2 separate regions of the Nothobranchius furzeri genome follow, and region 1 is linked to region 2. The links are chromatin contacts, called in public Micro-C maps. All regions are on one chromosome and are shown on one strand. Each heading gives the region's core, a stretch centred on a gene start, on an enhancer-like site or on the middle of the called end of the contact. The rest is flanking DNA. Distances are from core to core; before and after follow the strand shown.

What was found. Hi-C and Micro-C count contacts between places; a contact is called where the count stands out from the background.
Region 1: a Micro-C map of tail fin shows a contact between it and region 2, with 15 times the contacts expected there. The contact joins the enhancer-like site here to the promoter of shroom4 in region 2. A contact is called at or near these places in 2 of 2 Hi-C or Micro-C datasets (skeletal muscle and tail fin).

Annotation. Positions count from the first base shown.
Region 1 is chr2:77,310,536-77,318,179 of NfurGRZ-RIMD1, forward strand. All of the region lies in intron 2 of shroom4 (shroom family member 4), which reads left to right. Among protein-coding and RNA genes, the nearest start is that of clcn5b, 46 kb to the right of the region's middle. Within about 2 kb of position 1,331, at least 3 of the 3 cell types and tissues checked have an H3K27ac peak or open chromatin away from gene starts, as enhancers often do. A contact at or near this core is called in tail fin, where this site is marked.
Region 2 is chr2:77,248,584-77,255,715 of NfurGRZ-RIMD1, forward strand. It overlaps shroom4 (shroom family member 4), which reads left to right and starts at 1,976. Exons shown (of 12, transcript XM_015946366.3): 1 at 1,976-2,226. The coding sequence starts at 2,104.

The DNA of each region.
Region 1 (7,644 bases), core at 81-2,580, 61 kb after region 2:
GATTAATTAAAAGGAAAGCGTTCTTCTTGCTTCTGTCTTCTTGCTGGAATGTAAACATTAGAAGTAAATGTATGATCTTGGCTGTTCATGCACACTGGCGCTGTGTCACAAGGACAGCTGTTAGAGGGGAGAAATGGTTCCTTCATCACGTTACAACTCATAGGACAGCTAATAATGGCCCTTTTCCACTAGTGCCTAAAAATGGTTTTAGTGGAGGAACCTAGAGTTCACCTCTAGGTAATCTTTAGCAACAGGAACACAACACAGTGCAACAATGGAGGACATGGTAGGAATGTTGTACGTTTGTGGTTGGCCTAGTGTGACCAGTCGGCTCTGTCTGTAGATTTTTGTGAGATTCCAAAAAAAGGGACCTGGTAAAGGCTGTGGGCAGCGAGGGAAACCATGATGAGACCGATGGGAAGTGCAGAGGTTTGGGGAAGTCAAATGGTCACACAGCACATGTCGCGCCACTGTGCTCTTCTTGGAAAGTCACGCAATAGTCACAACATCACGCCGTCATGTTTTGAAAGACTCTAATTCATTAAAAATGGGTAAGCATGCTATTTATTAGAATATTTTAAGATCAATAGTACTTTAAAGTTATCAATACTGCAGTTGGGTTTGTGCTGTAAAGTCGTTCCGCGTCATGTTGTCTGTTGTAAAGTACTTCGCAATGTTGTGAACAGCCGCAGCGCTTGAAATAGAACTGGCACCTGTCCTCAGTGCCGAGGCGCGGAACAGCGCTTCTGCAGCGCTCCCCGTGTGGCCACTCTCCGTAACTATAATGGCTTCTATTTAAAATGACAGCACGTTGGAACTGGGCCACAAGGTGGTTTTCGAAGTAGCACCTTGTTTCAAATTTGGTTCTTTACTTTTTGATAGTTTAAAATTTTTGACACCAGCACGTAAGCAGTAAGTCACTGGGCATTGGAGCTTGGTCTCCCATCCAAACACAGCTGGTTATTTCCATATGGACCTCTCTAAACATGTTCTAAACGGAATCTGTTAGGTGTTAAAACATACAGAAAACGTACCTTTAAAAGGTGGTTCATTAGTGGCTCTTTGGCCCCCTAAAGACTCACGTACGGAACAAGGTCAGCCCAGGAAATAGTCTTTTCCATGGTAACAGGGAATTTATTTATGATATGAAACACTCAGATGCTGAAGATGATATGCTCCTTGCAAATCAACTAAACAATTAATTAGGTTGTTTTTCGGTGTCTTAATTATGTTGCCAAACCAACCCACAGCTACCAGCCATACTAGTTGCACCTACTTGTTCCTCTAATGTTTAGAAAACGTTTTTAGTCTGTGTCCATCAACCAACCAACACCAGGCTGCCATCTGCTGGCTCTGTGATGCATCGTTAACATTTCTGATCAGACTTGTTGACATGTTCTGCTTACATAACATATTTTAACTTTACGTTACTACATTGGTGACTCAAAGAAACAAAGAGACCACAGTAAGGATGTGGCAGTAAATCCTAACCCTGAAAATAATAAAACAGCAAAATTTTGTAATGAAGACTTTTTTTACGTGTTGATTCCGGTTCAGTCATTCTTCCTTCCATTGGAATAATCACTTCCCTTCTCTGTCTTTCCCAATTAATCTCCTTGAATAGATGCAACCTTAGCTCTGCTCAGTTTCTTTTTGTATTTCTGTGGTTTTTTTTTCTAACTCTTTATTTTTATTTTCATCTATTCCTGGGAAATAGTTCAGCTTTTCAACTGTCCAGCACTTCTCTGTAGAAATGCTGACTTGCTCTTTGATGTACTTTCTTTTTTGTTGAGTTCAGACTGTCAGAAAGTGGTTTCTAGACCCAGACACACACACTTGCATTCATCTAAGTGTGTGGAATGTTACTGCAGAGAGATGGATGGCTGAAAAAGCGTGCACACACACACACACACACACATCCGTTGTTTGGATTTTCAAACTACATGGTCCCTGGAGTTCTGCGGTGCCAAGAACCATGAAGCACAATAGTCTGCCCCCATCACTTGTTCTGAAACTGAACAATAGACATTCTTGGGATTCCTCAAGACCTCTTCCTTACACACACACAGACACACACACATATACATCCGTACACCTTTCTGGATCTGATTAGAGGCCTGTCCATAAACTGATCTGGTTATGGCGCTGGATGAAAGTGTGGATACTTAAGAGATTAGAGATTTTAGTGCTTTTCATCGGCGGACTTCTGTGCTGGTGTATTTTGAGCAAATATGATGGACAGAAGTGGGAACATAGTTTAACTGATTGATATACATATATATATAACTGTACATATACAGAAAGAGACACCTGCATGAGCGCAGCGTCTGAACCGTGGGGGTGTGGGTGCACACTTTTGCTCAAAAACATCAGTTCAGTCCCTGTGATCCACTCGCTGTTTACCTCCTCTCCTGTGGGTTGGAACCCACACCTTCGCGCACCGGTGTGACGTCATCTGAATTCTGCTCGGTTCGGTAACCACTCGGTTCCGTGTTTGAAATATGTTTCTCTACCGCTCCGCACAGAAGCGGCAAAATAACATTTAGCGCTCATAACAAGCAGATTATCAGCGCTCTGCTCATAAAACAGAAGACCTGCAGGCCTCTGTGAGTTAAAACATCCTGATACTGTTCAGGTGTAAACATTTTGCTGCTTCCCTGTGTTTGAACTCAGAAGATGCTCCTTGATGCCACAGATATGTGATGATTTAGCTTGTTTCTTTATTTTACTCCAGAATAAGAGATTAAATTATTACTAAAGCAGTCCAGTGTAGTTAAATTAGTCATGGTGTGTGTGTGTGTGTGTGTGTGTGTGTGTGTGTGTGTGTGTGTGTGTGTGTGTGTGTGTGTGTGTGTGTGTGTTTGTTACACATATTGGACTGCATGAGACAGCATGTTTTCATCAATCCATGCATCCTATATCTTGGCTGAAGTAATGGCTCAGGAAAATAACTTCTATTTCATAAATAATGACGTCTCTACAGTGTTTATGATAATGTTTTATCTTATCTTTGGTCTGGGAGGTGTAACATATCATGATACAAGCCTTTTAAAACATGTTAATGTGCTACAAGAGGAGATAAATGCATGAATTTAAAACTCATGTTTGGAGACCAACCTTCACAGTTTGGAAGCTCACGCTGGTGAGGAGACTCCATTAGTTCTAGTAACACCTGGGCTCCCAAGGCCTGTTCTGACAGGATGGACGTTACGGGACCCTTAAGGATTCCAGTTGGATGATTGGAGGATTATTTAGGAGGATTGGAATGAACAAATTGGTTTCAGTGGTGAAGGGTTAAATGAGTGAGTGAACCCTCTACCAAGGATGAACTCTGCTAGCTTTAAAAATCAGCTGCTCTAAATAAGCATGAAGGTCAGAGAGGAGCTCTAGGATGGACATGGATAAAGGAACTGTAAAGTGGGGCAGGGCCATCGTTAGCACCTGTCATACGGTCCATTAGAAATGTTTGACTTTCATTTAGCTTGTTATGTGACAGGTTAGAGCACAGTCTCATGTTAGAGTTTTGTCATGAGAACATTGAGATACCTCACATGCTGATGGCATCTAAAAATTAACAATTCTTTTAAAATAAAGAATAATTTTAATCACAATTGAAACGTACAAGAAAAACCTCATCCAATCAATGTGCGCATCCTGTTCTCACTGATTGGATAGAAATCCCTCCGTCAAACTGTGTTTGTTTCTGTGTGTGCGTGTGTGTGTGTGTGTGTGCGTGCATGTGTGCGTGTGTGTGCGCGTGTGCACACTAGAGCGTGTTGTGGTTTTGCACTGATGTAACCATCTTTACGCTGACAAAAATGTAACTAAGTAACTTTTACTTTGAGTACATTTTATTTACAATACTTTTTACTTTTACTTGAGTAAAAATTTAGGCAAGTACTTTTACTTGTACTTGAGTAAAAAATTATCTAAGTATCGGTACTCATACTTAAGTAGGACATTTTAGTACTCTTTCCACCTCTGGTAGCCAGTGCCAGTCGGGCACCATCTTGCGCATCCTCCAATCAGCTTAAAATATTCTACCAGTGATGGCAGCATGTTCTCCTTCAGTATATTCAATTCAGTTCAATTCTATTCAAAAATACTTTATTAATCCCAGAGGGAAATTGATTGCTGTAGTAGCTCAGAATAATAATAATAATCAAGTCATCAAAGAGTTATTGTATATTACAATGGCTGTTGGCAGGAAGGATCTCCAGTAGCGGTCAGTGTTGCAGCGAAACTGAAGACGCCTCTGACTGAAGACACTCTTCCGCTGTCGGACAGTCTTGTGAAGAGAATGCTCAGGGTTGTCCATCATTTTCTTGATTCTCTGGAGAGTCCTTCTTTGCATGATCTCCTCCAGTGGTTCCACAGTCCACCACACAGAGCAGTACATTGTTGAGTTCATGATATCATCCATGAAATGCAGCTCCCCAACACCAGCAGCACTCATGCAGCCCCACAAAAGGACACCGCCACCGCTATGACTATCCAACTTGCAACTTCAAAGTTGCTGGGCCAATATCTGCTGGTGGGGAAGCTGTGGAGTGGAGCTGACATGTTGTAGCTACAGATGATCATAATGATGTTTTTGTGTAAATTGTTGGTTAAAAAAAATCAAGGCAGTCATTTTGAACATTGATACCATACCATGACACATAATATCACGGTATTTCAGAGTATCAATATTTTCTTACATCTCTATTTTCTAAAAAAAAAATATTTTTTGCCCAATTGGACTTCATGCAATTTAAAAAAGAAAGTATTTCAGTTATTAAAATACTTATTTAAAAGTGTGAGGTAAAAGCCACATGTTTAATTTCAACAGTTCAAACAATAGATGTTAGCATTACTTAAAATGATTAAGTAAAATAATGATCGGTAACAGTTATAGCATTAATATGTCTCTCCACTCTGCGTGTGGTCTGCTACAGTAGATCTCCTCTGTGGCCTGGTTTTTATTAACTGGCCCATTAGTCTGGCACTTGGTGATACATGACACCGGTGTGTCTCTCTCTCTCTCACACACACACACACACACGGTCAAACAGGCAATGTTGTTTCAGACACTCCAAAAAATTCCGAGAACTCGTTTTTGGAGGTGAACACATGAAGCAAGATGTTGGTCAGGTCATAACTTTCATGTGGGTCGTTTCCTCCGGCTTCTAGAAGTTTAATGTTTAATCCGTCATCAGTGCGGGCAAGAGTGTGAAAAGATGGAGAGAAGCTAAAAAAAATGGTCAGAGGTTTTTGGCAGGCTTTTAAAAGTTAATGGGGTGTGTCAAACTTCAGCGGAGGATGAAACACATCACAGCGTTTGTGTTTAGCTTTGAAATCCAAACTAGTCGAAACTTTGCTTTTGAGGTTTGATTTAATGATAACTAAAGTGGTGAAAATGTGCTGTGGAGTTTTGTGACTGTTGATGCATAGCTGAGAGGATTTTTGACTTATTTAGGATTGCACAGTTTAATTTACGACTGAATGACACATCCCAAAATACACATTACTGCTCCATGCTGCTGCTTTATCACTGCTTATCCTATTTTGTTTCATTTTTGTACAATATGACCTGAAGTATGCTGTTTCATGTGAGACGTCCTACAGAATGTGACATAAAAGTCATAGATGGCAGTTTGTTTAAAATGCCTAAAAGTAAATGTAATTTTATTCATATGAAGATTTTGTGGTAATTAAGGGACCTGCTGCTACTTCAGCAACCAGGGCCCTTATTGTTATGCACCTGGGGAGTTTTTGACATTAATCGCCTTTATTATTATGCTTCTTCCGCGGACATTAATGCGGCTCGAACGGCAGCGTGCACCCCCACCAATTATACATCATAACGAGCTGCTCGGCGGTGGGAGGTGTGCTATTACTTTTCTAAGCGATCCAATTCACCATGGTGAAACTATTAGCAAAAAACATCCAAAAATGTCCCAGTTTTAGGCAGATTGAGCTACCCTTTCAAACTCTGAGTGTGGTGCATAAACACTATCTTGTGCCTGACAGGTCCCTTTTTAAAACTTCTTCAGGTATTTTCTAAGTACATATGAAGTCAGATTTAAAACAGGGAATTTTAATTACATTTTATTGTTGTGTTGCGTTCGTTTCAGGATGTTTAAGGAAATTTGCGTCTTGTTTTTCGGCAGCAGGATGTTCAGCCAGCTACCGATTCAAAAAGCCATTATTTTTGCAGAAGTATGATGTGAATGTTCTCTGTCGTTTGTTTCATCGGTTCCTGTCATTGTTTTTCTCATTTGAACCTACACACCTGTAGACCGTCATTTCCTCTTGTATTTGATGCTGAAGCTTGTTCTCCACTGTCTCCTTAACACTTAGATAACCAGCCCTCTGACAGTAAGGTCAGACACGCAGTAGAACACGTTTTAGTTCCTGCATCAAGTAAACAAAGCTAAATTAGTTTATTAAAGAAGTTCTATAAAAAATTAGGATGTTTGAACAAAAAGTAGAATATTTTACGTGACCTTGACTTCTTATTATTATGTTTGCATTATTTTATATCCCTCTTTGCCCCAAATGAACAAACAAAAATTATTTTGTCTTGATTTGGACATTAAAGGAATATTGATGCTTTAACTGTCACTATTAATAGTAAAACATTTCACCATCCTTCCTGATTACACTTCAGTTGACACTCCATTTATGGCCATCTTTTTAGCCTACTTCCCATAATTTTTCTGGAATTGAAAAAACTACAGTCATTATGTTTGACATCACATTACTCCCCGTACTGCTGCCAATGAGAAAGCAGTTTATATTAGTTGCCATACCCATGTTACCATCACAGCAATAGAAAATATAGGATTTTTTTCCCCGAATAAATATGAAAGTTCTTTTTTGTTTTTGTTGTTGTTCAGACTTGTCATGTGTTATTTTACCATGACACTGCCATGACACCCAGCCCACCTGCCAGGTTAGCCACGCCCACTACTGTCAGATGGGCTCTGGAGGCGGAAAAGCCAGGCGTATGAGAGCTACTCACAGTTGATTGTCCACGCTTTTGATTTAGACTTTAAGGTTTCATTGACCTGCTCAGGCTAAGCTCAGTCTAGCCGTGAAAATTTCTTAGCTTTTATGCTCGTGTGAACCACCTTGTTGTCTTTTTAATCACTGAAAACGTCTCGTATGCACTTACGGACACACACACACACACACACACACACACACACACACACACACACACGCACGCACGCACGCACGCACGCACGCACGCACGCTGAGAGTCTGGGGGATTGAGCAGTAACAAACAGCACATTGTGCTGCAGATGCTAAACTGGACTTCACCCTTCCTGCCATCGACCTCTGGTATGGGTCTTGTCTCACTGTACTGATTACCTGGAATGTGAAGTGTGTGTGTGTGTGTGTGTGTGTGTGTGTTAGCTTTGATAGTGGCATACTATGTTGCATGTGTGCATCTACACAGTAAAACTACAAATGTTTGTCACTCAGAAATCCATCATCCAGGGTTCATTGGCCTACAAGGCAAACAAGACAGGGATCTGATTGTGTGTGTGCGCGCACACACACACACACACACACACACACACACACACACAGAGCCATAAAGCAAATAAATAGATTCTAATCGGGTGAACACAGGGGGGTAGAGGGGAGGAGGTG
Region 2 (7,132 bases), core at 726-3,225:
CAAAACCTGGAAAAAGGCTCTGTCCTGACTTGCCTATTTTTGCTCATTTTAAATATATTTTTAAACATTTTCTAAATGCTTTTTTATATTTTAACTTTTTTTTTGTTTTTATGAAGCGCCTCGTGATTTTTATCTTGAGAGGCACTATAGAAATGATATTTTCTTCATCTTCTTCTTAAGAGGCAGGGATTCTGCACATCTTGAAACTTTTGTTCAGTTCAAATTTCTTCAATTGGGTTTCTGTGGAAAGGTTATACATAAGTATCTACTCTGCTGTAGACCGCTTTTTGAGTGACGTCAGTTCGGCAAAACATATTGATACTAGGGATGGACAGTATATCGGCATCGATATCAGTTTCGGCCGATGTTAGTCATTTTTTAACATATCAACATCGGTTCGATAAATAAAACCGGGCCGATATTAACAACCGATGTTTTTTCCATCTCGTCTCCATTTGTTTATCTTTTTCAGAGGGTGAGGGGGGTGATGTGTAATTGTTTAGTCATGTGAACAGTGAATGAAATAATCTCAGAACCGTAAATGTGTGTGGTGTGTGTACAAGTAAATTTGGCTTTAATCATCTTCATTTTATACAAAATTGTTGATTTTAGAAGCATTAATGTCAGCATATCGCTATCGGCAAATATTGGTTATCGGCCTCAACAGTGATCTCAATAGCGGTATCGACCCAAAAATTTCATATCGGTGCATCACTAATTTACCTACAGAATTGATGTGCTAATAGCTAGTCCAAATGGGGTTCAAACACTAAGTGAGTTGTTGTTGGATTAAAAAATGTAATTTAATAAATGTCTACGTAAATGCTAACTTAATTTATTTATTTTAATTCTGCATAGCAGTAATACACTAGACTCTGTTTTTATTTACAAATTTTAAATGTGACATCAGCAGCATGCTGCTAGCCTGGCAAGCCAGAATAAGCAAGAATTTGGTCTAGTTCACTAGGCTAGCAAGCTGCAGCACTTCCTGTGTAAAACGACCAAGCATTTTTCATGGTAAAAATTTAAAAAACATTTTTTTTTGTTTTCATCCTAAAGCTAAAGGTTAACTCTAATAACTTTAAAGATGTGACCTTTTCCCCATTTGGACCTTTGAGGAACCTGTAGGGGATATTTCCATAGGGCTAGCACCCCCTTTCATAAAGTCACTTTCAGGAAACCTTTAGTGAATGCTCGCAGACTCACACACATATTGGATCAGTTGAAATGAGGACAATATGTACTGCATCTTGTGTCAATTATTTTAGTGAGCTATAGGGTAATATGGAGTTTAGGTAAGCTGACTTTGAAATGTTTGACAGATTGCATGTTGGCATTAATAAAGAAACTGGTACTGCTGGTCTGAAACTTAGATTTAGTGCTGACAGTCTTCTTTTTAATGTAAACATTAGATATATGCACATTTTAGGGAATAATTAGAGGAAAAAACGTAAAACATCTGTCTGACCTAAAGCCAAAGTCTCGAAGCCCTAACCTAACCTCTACTCTTGTTTGGTTGTAGTTGCCGCCTGATGAATTTCTCTCGTGCCTTCTTCTATTGGACGCTGTCTTCATAATCAGCTCTCCTATTGGTTGCGGGTTTTGTCGATAAGCCTGACGTTAGGGGTAGTGGGCGGGGCTATAGACCAAGTTTGGGAGAAGTTTTCCCAGTTAGTTTCGTCAAAAAAAAATTAAGAAAAATACCGGAAGTGTGCTCTCCAGTCACCAAACTAAAAGCTATAATTTTGCTTTATTTTCATTGCAGTAAAAACGTTTTTCACAAATAGGCAGAGAAATACATTATAAGTATGTTGAGACATGATTTAAAAGATGAACATAGTGAGAAACAATTCGAATGTCTTGTATTTGTTTATGTTCAGACCGGAAGTACGCTGTTAACCTCAGATAGCTTGACGGTAACTGAAAGTTTCTTCCCTCCCCCTTTCCTCCCCACTTGGCCCGTCCTACCACCATCCATTCGTTGTTGATGCTAGAACAGTGATGGGGAGACGGTGGGACCGGTTACCGGCGCCGCTGAGCTCTTAACCACCCAGCCTGGCTAGTAAACTGAGAGGGAAGCGCTCCAGAACCCCGGACGGAGTCATGGAGACGGTTGACCAGCTCGTCTCCTTCAACCACATTCAGGTCCAGCTGAGCGGGGGCGCGCCTTGGGGGTTCACGCTGAAAGGAGGGCTGGAGCACGGAGAGCCGCTCATCATCACTAAAGTGAGTTACCATCATTTGGAGGACATTTGTTTCCTTTCACGAGCTCAAACTGCAGAGGAAGTTATTCTAGATGCTTGGTATTTGCATATTCTTACTGATACCAGAGGTTATGGAGGAATTCTGCCAGATTGGAACACTCAAGAGTAAATTTCAGACTTATTTTTAATATTTTTTTAGTCATGCATGCTTTGCTGCCCTTTCCAACTCTTCTAAAAACATTTGAAATTTGGACTAATTAAATATTCTTGCTCGTGCAGAATTAGATTTGACCATAGAAGAAACCCAATTGTTTATGAATATGATTCTGGTTGATGTTCATCAACTGCCTTTTTCAGATAATTTAATGCTACATTTGAGTTCTCCGACCTGGAGGTCAAAGGGTCTCCACCGTTCCACTCCTCAGGGGTGCTGAAGGAGGCTTCTCAGATGAAAAAATGTGTTGTTCTTGTCCCTGTTACTTCATTCAGTGCACAGAGGGGAAAAAAGTGTTGACAGATGACTGAAACCACATCACAGAAAGCAGGGATTGGGGCAGAAGGGATGCAAGGAGGGAGGTGGAGTGTCTGTGGGATGTGGGAATCTCTGAAATGAAAGCTGGGGATTCAGTGATGGGAAATTCTTGGAATACTTCTCTTCTTACTTTTCACGTGGTTTATGAGTTTCTGTTGCAAACAACATCTGTTACTATTGAGGATATGAATCTGACCAGACTGTTTGATTAGGAAAACTTACATTCATGGTTATTTTTGGTCAATATTAAATTAAATTAAATTCAATTTTATTTATATAGCGCCAAATCACGACAAGAGTCGTCTCAAGGCACTTCACATAATAAACATTCCAATTCAGGTCAGTTCATTAAGCCAATCAGAAATAATGTTTCCTATATAAGGAACCCGGCAAATTGCATCAGTGGCAAGTGTCAGTGACTTTACAGCAATCCTCATACTAAGCAAGCATAAAGCGACAGTGGAGAGGAAAACTCCCTTTTAACAGGAAGAAACCTCCAGAGGATCCTGGCTCAGTACAAGCAGCCATCCTCCACGACTCACTGGGGATGGAGAAGATAGAACACACACACACACACACACACACACACACACACACACACACACACACACACACACACACACACACACACACACACACACACACACACACACACAAGACAAAGTAATGTGTCTATAGTTATATTGTGATTTCTTAGTAAATATTCTATTTGGTGAGAGATAAACTTTATTGTATTTATCGTAGTGGATCTATAATTAAACGGATAAACTAGTAGTAGCACATCCAACGTCAAGGAAAGCAAAAAGTTATCAGGAGAGGGAGAATGTTTAAGTGGTTAGCAGCAGTGTGTTAGACGATGGCCCCCTCCATGAGGCCACCACAGCTCAGCAGAACATCATTGTAGCTTCTTCTGGGGAGAAAAACACTTAGAGAGAAAATAAAGTTAACAGCTGAAATTGCAGAAAATAATACAGTTAAAGAGCAAATTGTAGAAGAAAGTAGTAGAGTGTGAAAAGTGGTCAGTGTATCCTCCAGCAGTCTAAGCCTATAGCAGCACAACTACAGAGATAACTCTGATACACAGTCAATCAGTGGCTTTGCAGTTATTTCTCCTGTTCTGCTGAAAACACGCTTTAGTGTGGCTCTTCAGAATAAGAGCATCAAGTTGTGATGTATTTTGCAAATCAAACAACCACACAAACGGCACGGACCAATGGGGGAAAAATATACCTGGATTTGAAGACATTTCCGGTTCAGTTACATTTTTATTTACCTGAGATTTTCTATTTGAATAATCCATATCACATCAATTATCCGTTTTTGAAAAGAAGTCGCAATTGGGTTATTTCCATTCTCCCAATATTTCCCTTATTAGCTACTGGTCAGCAGGTGACAGATTTGTACTATTTAACTGATTAGAATGAGTCACCGCTCGTCTGGGAAAGGTGCTGGATCAAAAAATGGAATAAACAAAATAAAGAATCCGCACACTTCAATCTGCGATGTAGGAGTTTATTGGTCAAGCTTTCGGTTAGAGACCTTCATCAGGAATTGTGGAGGTTCACACCAAACAATTGTTTGTTCCTGATGATGAAGGTGTCTGACCGAACGCTTGACCAACAAACTCCTACATCGCAGATTGAAGTGTGCGGATTCTTCTTTTGTTTATTCCACTATTTAGCTGATTAAAACGTTGAAAATGTACATTTTGAGACCAAATGTACTTTTGTCATGATTCAGTATGATTATCATTTAAGAATAAGAATCAACAAAACAAAAATAAAACTACTTGATCAATCAGTCACTTGTAGGAAAAATGGACAGACAGTGGTTGATAAAACAGAGGAAAGCTGCCACAGAAGCCTGGACGTCCCTAAAGGGAGCCATTAGCCATATAGGAGTTTCGGGAAAATTTCAAGGAGCAGGGAAGGTGACAGGAAAAATATGTTGGTTCAGACCTCTCAGCCGTTCATTTTCCATACAAAATTGACCCATACAGAACTTTGAGACGTTGGCATATCCTGGTCGTTTCAGCAGTGAACAGTGGCTAAAGGCGTCCATGGACATAAATAACTTAATAAGTTTTATTCTGTCAAAGTAAACTGTAATTGAATCAAATGTTGGTACTGGGAGAGCAGCTGTCTGATGTAAAATGTGGCGTTCAATGACCAGAAGACGTGCTGCAAAGGTTTTCTGTAGAGACCATGAAGCAGTGACAATTCCCGTGTTAGAATCAGCGCTGCCTGCTTGGGTTTCCTTTAATTCTGCTTCACCAGCAACTTCCATTTTTATAAACGCCGGTTGTTTTAGTGATGTCTGCTGATGTAATTTCCCACTGAGTCACAACCAATCAGCATGAGTTAACCACTGGGTCATTTTCGAGTGTTTCGGAATGTGTTTGTTTTGGTCCAGCCCGGCGACACGTAGACGTGCACATGCCTTTAAGGTCTGGTAAAATTACCCAGAAGTTCCGATAGTGGAAACAGGCCTATTCCGCATCATTTTTCTTTGCATCTTGGATAAAACGTCACTGGATGTTGCAAACAGAGTGTGCAAAGTCATAATTGAAAATAATGAACAATGTGCTGATGTGTTTTGCTGTTGTTCTGCCATCTAAACTCATGTTCTGTCATTTGGAGCTGAAATAAAAATAAAAATGAGATAAATTGCACAGCTGAAGAGCAAAGCTGAGAATAATCAGAGTTTTCAGAAGTGTGTTCAGGGAGGATTCTATACGAGATTTACCGTTGGCTGTCTCTGCTCTGACCTCATCTTGTGTGATAACAATGAGGCAGGAGGCCAAAGTTTCCTTCTTCAGCCTCTTTTGGTGGTTTTGTGCTGCAGACGCTGAGCCACTGAAAACAAGGAGCGTGCCTTTGAATTACTGCAAGTAATTATTAGTGTGTGCTCTGTTGTGGGGTGGCCCGTGTGAGAACTCAGTTGAATGCACCAGGAGGCCAAAGAAACTCCGCTGTCTCTCCTTTCCTGTGCCTTGTTCACTCGGTTGAAAAGTCGCAGCAGCAGCAGTGACGGTGGTGTCAATTTTGGCCGGGTTGCATCTAAATTCACTTCAGCAGGTAATGGAAAAGCCTGGGTCAGTCATTTGGAAACACACACACACCCTGGGAAAATACGACCGAAGGAGATAAACACGACAGCTGTTTAGTGTCCGTCGGAGGGTTTGAACTCATACAAACCGCTACACTTAAGGGGAGGTGGATGGCAAGGGAATTCAGCGTCATTCAGGTGTTTAATGATGAAGAATGCCAGAATGAAGGTACGTTTAGTTTGTGTGTGTGTGTGTGTGTGTGTGTGTGTGTGTGTGTGTGTGTGTGTGTGTGTGTGTGTGTGTGTGTGTGTGTGTGTGTGTGTGTGTGTGTGTGTGTGTGTGTGTGTAAAAGAGTTAATGTGATTCAGGTTTAGGGAGCGCCTGTAGAGTTTCCATCAGCACCAACACACAGAGGTTTACTGTGTTGGACCTCTGCTTAATACTGTCAGAATCCTCTCGTTTCTAAATGACGTGTGTGTTAACTATGGATCAGTGTTACAGAGTGAACGATGAGTTAAGGATAACTAGTTTCTTTCGTTAAAATATGACAAAAAGCCTTTTAAATGATAACTTACCCTATTAAAATGTGCATTTCTTTAATAACTTGACTAATAATGTTAAATAAAACCTGATTGGCTAGTCGAAAGCTTCGTAGACTAAGATGGTTTGAATGATGGGTATGTATTTGATTGACAGACAAGATATGGTTGTAATTTAAACAGAAAACAAAGACGATGCCTAACGCTTGAGGGCGTAATGGTAAATAAGAAGAGCCCATTCAGTGCTTGATGGATTTGCTTTGCTGACCTGTTCAACAATCGGGCATTCCCGGGTCGTAAAAAGATCCAAATCAGTAGAAACAATGATATATATTGTAACCATAAGCCACGTTCCCACTACAGGATGTCATGTTCTGCGTCTCCGTCATGTGTCTCCTTGTGTTCCCCAGCCCACTCCAGGTTTTTTCCCTTAGGTGGTCCCCTTAGCAACACGTTGGACCTAAAAATATGCTAAAAATAGCAGTTTTTACAGAACACGTCAGACTTTTTTGTCTTGTTTTGCCTGTTGTCCTTCAGGAGTGCTGCAGGAGGACACACAGGGATTTATGGGGGTTGGATGAGGAAAACAAAATAAAGAAAGTAAATCTGTCTTTTGTGATCAGTTTAATTTGACATGAACACGACAAGCACGCTTTCTTGACAGTCCTTGTCATTGTGTGTAAAAGACCTGTAGAAATAAAAACGAACAACGTGTGTTATTAGGGAAATAGCGGGCAAGCGGTGTTGATGCATGATTGCGCATGCGCCATGAGAAGTTCTGTACGTTTTGGGTCGCAGCCGCTCGCCG